Linked DNA regions of Gossypium hirsutum: region 2 is linked to region 1. A link is a contact called in public Hi-C data. All regions are on one chromosome and are shown on one strand. The core of a region is the stretch at or near the end of the contact, and the rest is flanking DNA. Distances in the headings are between cores, read along the strand shown.

Region 1 (3,907 bases), core at 1,237-3,736:
AATTAAATATATAAACTTGATTTTTTATTTAAATCAAAAGTGATAAACTCATAATTAGACCTAGTCAACTAGCCGATTATATAGCATGTGTGGTATGGCACTTATTTGACTTGGATGTTAACTTTAACTAAGAAATTCCTAATGGAATTTAAACTCCTCTTATTGAATTAATAAATGTGCTTTGAATAAAAATTAATTTCTTCCAAATATCCTTTTACATAAAACCCATGATAGCCAAAAATTATGTAGTCATTGTAATAAGAAAAGTTATATTGAATTTATTTTTAGTTTGGATTTTAGATTTGGTGAGTTATAATTGCAATTGTCTATCAATTATAATTTAATGAAAATTTTCTTATACTTGATTAAATTCATTTTTTTTTAAATTTAGATTCTAGACTTGTAGGAGTCATAATTGCAATAATCTATCAATTATAATTTAAGTCTAGAAGATGAGTTTTTTAATTGAAATACATAGAGGATTCCGACTTCCACTCGCTAGGAAGTCTTAGTTTTTATTATTTATTTGGTTCTTTGAGTAGAGCCCACACTTTAAGCTATTGAAAATTCAAGAATTAGAAAAATATCATTTAATTAAGAGCTTAAAGATTTTGAACTTCAATTTGAGTTTATCAGAAAAGCTATACACATTTCCAAAACCCATATGCAGCTATCTTTGGAACACAAATTAACACTTATTTAATCAAATTTATTATTTTAAAAATCACGGAAAAATCTATAGTACAAAAAAAGTTTCAAATTCCATTTATGCCAACTTTCATATGTTTTTCTAAATAATTTTCCAGCATTCCTCCCCTCCAAAATTTGTTTAGCTCTGAATTAACTCCTTGATAGAAAGATGGAATTTCAAAACATTGTATAGCAAATATGGGAATAACGGATGCAATTGACTTTGTAAGGATCTCCCTCCCTCTTTGAGAAACTAGTCTTCCTTTCCAATTTTGATTTTTAGAATGTAATTTATCCATGATAAACCTCAATGTTTGCCCCAAATAAATCAAGTTGGCTTTATGATTGGAATTCTATTCTTTCTTGGATTCCGTTTTTCACAATAGAAGAGGTATTTTGCGAAAATAAAATAGATGTTTTTGATCCATTCAAGGATTGGCTTATAACATCTTAAAATGGTTAAGAATACTAAAAATAACTTCACAACTTCGCTTTGTCACACTTGTGAAAAATAGATAATCGTCTGCAAACAAAAAGTGTGATAGTGTAGAACATCTTTAATTGTTTTTAAATGCTTTAAAATCACCTTGTAGCTCCAAAAGCTTTGAAAACATGTTTACCTCCACGAGAAAGAGGTAGAGGAGAGTGATCTCCTTGCAATAATCCCCTTATTAAAATAAAGTAACCTTTACTAGCCTCCATAAATAGAAGTATGAATTTAACTATTGAAATACATTCATGAATCCTATTGACCATCGTTTACAAAAACCCATTCTCTCCACTAATCTCTTGAAGAAGGATCAATTCACTTTATCATAAGTCTTGACAAGATCTAACTTGGTAGCCGTACATCCTTTTTGCTCCCACTTTCATTTTTTCAAGGCATGAAGGCCTCAAGGGTCGATAAGATATTATCTTGTATTGCTCTATCAGCAAAGAAAGTAGATTGTGTACATTATGTAACTTTCAAACTGAGAAATTTCATCCTTAAAGCAATGATTCAAGCTATAATTGTATAGACAGATTGCAACAACTGATTGGGCGAAAATTAGCAAGTGCTTCAGATTTTTTTTTTCAAGTTTGGATTAAGGATTATGTTATTCTTGTTAATATCATCGGATTACGGTTAAAGTTGAAGAAATATTTAATCAACTTTCATGTTTTCTATTTTTTTGGTATAAGTACAATTGTCTTCATCCATTTCAAGTAAAGCCTTCACGATAATGTCAATTTTAAAATTCAAACTTGATTCAAATAATGAGAAAAAACTCTTTTTATATCTTTATTTGAAATAAAAAAATTTAATTTGCGTGCCCTACTTAAATATATTCTAATTTAACTTTAGATTGTATTATTTACAAATATGATTGTGCTTTTACTTCTAATTATATTTATAAACTCTTTAAAGAAAATTCATGACAAAATTATTGATCTTTCGTTGCTCTAACTAAATTTTTTTAATAGATTAGTTGTAATTTTCTAAGGCATGAGATTTGTTATATAAATTTTGATTTTTTGTTGGCTATTCATCTTAGCTAATTCTTTCTATAAATCAGTATAAAAAAATTGATTTCAACTTGTAACCGTAAAACTTGTAATTTCCTGGAGGTGTTGTTTCTCAGGTTAGCTGCACGACAGCTTCATTGGACCTTGGCTCTCTCTCCCCTCCTCTTCTGCCGCGATGGTGATTATTTAAGTAACAATATTTCAAGGTTTCTTTGTGAACTAAACATTGGGCTTTGATATGTATTTATTTGGGCTTTGGCCCATTTCCTTTATACTTACTCTATGATAGATGCAGTTCAATGTATTTATTTGGGCTATGACCCATATCTTTTGTACTAACTCTATGGTGGATGGAGTTCAGTTGACTAAAAAAATTAATTAACTTGTAATTGCAAAACCATTCATTCAACATTTACTTCATCATAGTGTTTACTATGTATCTTGATGTATTTTCAATGTTGGAAAGTATTTTTTTCCGTATAAGTCTTTACATTCTTACAGAATTTTCGTACATTTCAAATTTATTTTTATTCAGTTATTTAAAATCTGTACTTCTCTATTTATTTAAATTGAACTATTAAAATCATTTACTTCAAATAAATAATTATTACATATTTCATTTATCATCATATGTAACACCCCACACACGGCTTAGACATTATGGTCGAATCTTGAAAAATTATGTAAACTCGTTTTAAACTCCAGATTTTAAACTAGAAAATTGTGTGTTTCGAAAATATTAACTTTGACAAATCTCTTACAATTTTTCAAAAAAATACGCGTTGAACTTATTTATTTAACAACAAAAAACACTTATTTAATTACTTAGTTTTACAATGGAAATTTCAAAGTTGTTAATTTTTAAATTATGATTTCAAAATGAGAAAACATATAATTTACAAATTATGGAAAACAAAATCCAGCAGAAAATCCAAAGACAAAAAATAAAGTCCAAAACATTTTTATAGTCCAAAAAGTCCAGAATTAAGTTTAAAATTATAAGTTGTCTTTTTATTTAGTTAAAATCTAATCCGTTCTCCCGCACACCGCCTGATCCTAAGTTTGTTGATTACTTGAGAAGATAAATTATTGGATGAGCTAATAAAGTTCAATGTGTAACTTAGCCCTCATGCACATAACAGATATTAGACAATCATGCAGATTCAATAACTAAACAGACATAGATGGCATAACATTTTTATGCAATGCAACATATTAAATAGATCAGACACAAATGGTATTGGATTGCCGGTACGTCCTGTGGCGCAGCGGAGAAAATATTCTAGCAATCATCAACCACAAATCCATGTACGAGGATCGAGTCTAGTTGAAATAGGGTTGAAGATATACCTTAGAAAACTGAAGAATGGCGAATAACGTTGTTGGTTGAATTCCTTCGGGTGATGTCAGTCCGAGTTGCAACAAAAAAAAATTTGTCTTGGCCTCTACGTAGTCCACCTAGTTAAACACGAATAGTAAAAACTATTTGAACTCTTCCAAAGAGAATCCAAAATCCAGCTACTAAACCCTTTGAATTTTTCTTGCTTATTCACTCCCACATGATCAGGGATTATCTTCCTTTTATTAATATCATATATTAGAACGGAATAATTCCCTTTTTACTTTATAGAGAAAATCATGGAAGATATTGAAATTATATTCTTCCCAAAAGAATACTAACTTTCATAAATATTAACTTTGGAAAAAAGTT
Region 2 (3,971 bases), core at 1,189-3,688, 190 kb after region 1:
ACCCCACTGGTAATTTTTATGGAAACTTTTCTGATTTGAAGCGAGCCTACACTCGAAAAACGTGATTTTGAGGATAGCGGAGAAGACTACTTGGTCGAAGCGCTCATCCTAAACGAATCGAAAATGTACAATTGTGATTAAGTTTTTATTACTTTAGCTATCACAACCAAGATCTTGTTTTGAAAAAAAATTTAATACTATGTTTTCCCTAATTTTATTTTCTGCTACATTTTTTAAAACTTTTTTTTCCAACAATTGCCTCTTTTCAACTTTTGTGATTGCCATATACTCCACTTCTATAGTAGATAAGACAATTGTTGACTGTAAAGTAAACTTCCAACAAACCAACACCTTTACAAGAGTAAACACATAACTAGTAGTTGATCGTCATTTGTCTAGATCATCAGCATAGTTTGAATTATAATATCTAACCACACTCTCATTATCTTCTTGCTCAAACACCAATCCAATATCCATTGTGTTATGGACATATCGCAAAATCCATTTCACAGCTTGCCAATGCTCATTTCCCAGATCATGCATATACCTTCTCACTAAATTTTTTTTCCAGCAACCTTGAATTCTTCTAACCGAGCCATATAGATTTCCTCTTTCAAGTCTCAATGTAAAAAACTAATTTTTACATCCAACTGAACTAGTTCCAAATCCAATTGTGCCACCAAAGCCAATAAAATTCTAATGGAGGGCTAAAAAAACTATTTTACCTTTGATATTGTTAACTTTAATAGTAAAATTAGATAAACAAACCAAAAAATCAAACAAAGTAAAAAGGTTCAATGTCTCAAAATTAAAGTATAGAGACTAAATTTTAAATTTTAAAAAGAATATAAAAACTTTGGCATCTTTAAAATGTTTATTTTTATTTTTAAATACTACATGTGAGAAGATGTATAACTTAAGTGCTAAATTTGTATACTTACCCTTAAAAAATTATATATCCCTCAACAATAAAAAATTATATGTCCCTCAACAATCAAGGGATTGAAGTTTTTTTATAAAAATAATATTAAAAAATTACAAAAATAGGGTGAGGGACAAATTAATTATTAAAATGAGGTGTTTGTTACAGTATTCTTTGGTGTTATCAGTGTGTCAGGCGGCACCACCTCACTTTTTGCCTAATCATGACGTTTGAAAACAAATAATTTTTGTTTTGTTGCCATTGTGTCTGGTAGCACCAATATGTATTTTTAAAAACACATGTATTTTCACATGTATACATGTTAAAAAAACGAAAAAAATCTTTTATTGGTGCCGGCTGACACAACGATAGCATCGCTCAATTTTTTTTTTAATAACTCCCTATCAAAAAGAAATAGTTGAAGGTAAAAAAAAAATTATTGATGCCGCCTGAGACCCCGGCAACACTACTTAAAAAGAACCGCAGCTAGTAGTAAAACAAAATGGTAGATGGTAGTGAGACAAAATGGTAGCTGAGTAAGTTTCATTTCCCAAAGTTTCTCTTTTAATTTAGTTCCCCAACAATGAAATAAAACAGTAGCAGGCATTTTTCTTTCCTTTCTCTTCTTCAACTACTTTTTTTGGTGAGCATTTTTTTAAAAAAATTACAGTAGTACAGTCGATGTCTTAAGCGGCATCAATAAAAAATATTTTTTTTTCTTTTTTTTCGATGTGTATATCCATGAAAATATAGGTATTTTTTAAAATATATATTGGTATCACTTGACACAAAGGCGACACCAATAAAAAAGATTATCTTTTTAAAAAAATGTCGTGATTGTTGAATGATTGAGTAAAAAGTAGAGTGGTGCCCTCAATATATCAGACCTCACCCAATAATACAGCAAGCATTTTATTTTCATAATTAATTTATTTTCCACCCTAGTTTTATATTTAATTAATTTTAATATACTTTTATAAAAAAATACGGTTCAACTTTGATTAATATGTAAAAGTCAAACATTTAAAATATAAATTATGATTAAAAAACAAAACAAAAGAAAATGATGCTAAATCTATTTTTTCTTTTGGGAAACGATAGTGATAGTTAAAGATAAATTATATTACCACTAATTATTGAATTTCTATTTTGAACATTTAATTAAGAAAAGCTGTTAATAACAAAAAAAAATTTAATTAAATAATTATGAAAAGTTATAAAATATTTATTTAATAATTTTATTTTATTTTTTGTCATGAAAATTATACAATGTGTAATTGTTAAGAGTTAAAGTTATTATTATGTCAATTTTAAAAGCTACGACCATTTAATCGGTTAGTTACTAAAAAGATAAAATTAAATATTTAAATGATCATTTTGTAAATTTTTATAGTTGAGTAATTAAATATTTTATTAATGGGTGATATTTTGTAAAATTTTAAATAATTAATTAAAATTAAATTATTAATTATTAAATCACTATTTTATAATTTTTAGAATTTTTCATTCAAAAAACAGTTAGCAGACTTTGTCTAATAATAAAATATGTTTGTATCAAAATTTATGGTGGATTCAGAAGATATCTAAAACAGACACGGTGCTGAAGCATTCCATCTATAAAGCCCTCCTGCCCTTTTCACCAGCAAACTAAGTAGTCATGAATATTAGTGAACAAGAACAGGACATCGTCATCGTCGGCGGTGGTATTTCTGGCTTGGCTACCGCCCTTGCTCTTCGCAGGTTCTCCACTCTTCCGCCTCTTCCTCCTTCCCCCCATATTTTTCTTTGTTCATAAAACTCGCTCCTTTTCCGGACACTTGAAGGGAGAAGCTATCAACGCATTCAGTATACAGTGAATAAGTAGTATGTGTTTGTTGTATTTTGCAGGAAAGGAATAAAGAGCATGGTGTTAGAGAGATCGGAAACGCTGCGAGCCGCCGGCGTTGGCATCATTATGCAACCGAATGGGTGGCGTGCACTTGATCAGTTGGGTGTTGCCGCCAAGCTTCGGCAGACTTGCACTGAAATTCCATCGTAAGCTTAATTAGCACTCTCTTCAAAAGTTCTACTTAAATAGTTTAATTAAAATATTTTAGATGTCTTCTAAATCTTGAAGCTTTACTTCTCTAACGACGACTGAAAATTCTAATGCAGAGTTACCATAAACAGAAAAAAAAAATTGAAGTTGAAGTGTTTTCTTTTAAGAAAAGAAAATAAACAGAATTTATTCACATATTTTTGCCTTTAAGAAAATATAAGTCACTGTTAATATCTCCAAACTCGTGCAAAACTGTTTTAAATTTATTTTTTTAATTTTTTTTTGAATTATTTATTTTTTAATATAATTTATTTCTTTTTGAAAGTAGCAAAAGTAAAAAACCTTCATTAAATATTTAACTTTGTTAAAATAATACAAAACAAATAAATATTATTAATGCTAAAAAAATATAAAGATTTATCCAACCAAATAAAATTTAATATATCTATATTATTAATAAAACTTTTGTTAGTATAAGTTAACCGAATATTAATTTATTATATATTTATATTATTTCTAAATACATATTTATATTTAAATTTATCATATATTTATATTATTTTAAAACATGCATTTATATTTTAATTTTTTAATTCTCAAACAAATATGTATGTGTGATAAGATTTTTAATATATTTTAAAATTTTAAAATTTTTACAGAGGTAAACGGTATATTCATATTATTTTAATTAAATTGAAATACATATTACATTATAAAAAATTATATTTTAATAAATCATTTCGTGCCTATGAACTAAAGAAGACTACCATATCGTATTACGTTCCAAGTAAATAACGACTTTCGTTCTCGTTTCCATTTCTTATACCGGATCGATCCACTAATATATGTTCACAACTAATTTTTTTTTATATTTTATTACATTCCATCTGTATGTAATATTTTCTAAAATGTAATGATTTATTCTGATTTTTTATTAATATAATATAAAAATTAATTAATTATGAAAATTGTATAAAATTTAGATTAATTACAAAATGAGTTATTTTCTAC

The links. A called contact is a pair of places that touch in the nucleus more often than the background predicts.
Region 2: a contact with region 1 is called in a Hi-C map of leaf, with 2.0 times the contacts expected there. The contact joins the promoter of LOC107893557 here to the enhancer-like site in region 1. A contact is called at or near these places in 2 of 34 Hi-C or Micro-C datasets (both in leaf).

What each region holds. Positions count from the first base shown.
Region 1 is chrA13:88,280,700-88,284,606 of Gossypium_hirsutum_v2.1, forward strand. No RefSeq gene overlaps it. Among protein-coding and RNA genes, the nearest start is that of LOC107894831, 4.8 kb to the left of the region's middle. Within about 2 kb of position 2,487, at least 3 of the 9 cell types and tissues checked have an H3K27ac peak or open chromatin away from gene starts, as enhancers often do. A contact at or near this core is called in leaf, where this site is marked.
Region 2 is chrA13:88,471,621-88,475,591 of Gossypium_hirsutum_v2.1, forward strand. It overlaps LOC107893557 (monooxygenase 1), which reads left to right and starts at 2,439. Exons shown (of 6, transcript XM_016818588.2): 1 at 2,439-2,662; 2 at 2,810-2,956. The coding sequence starts at 2,580.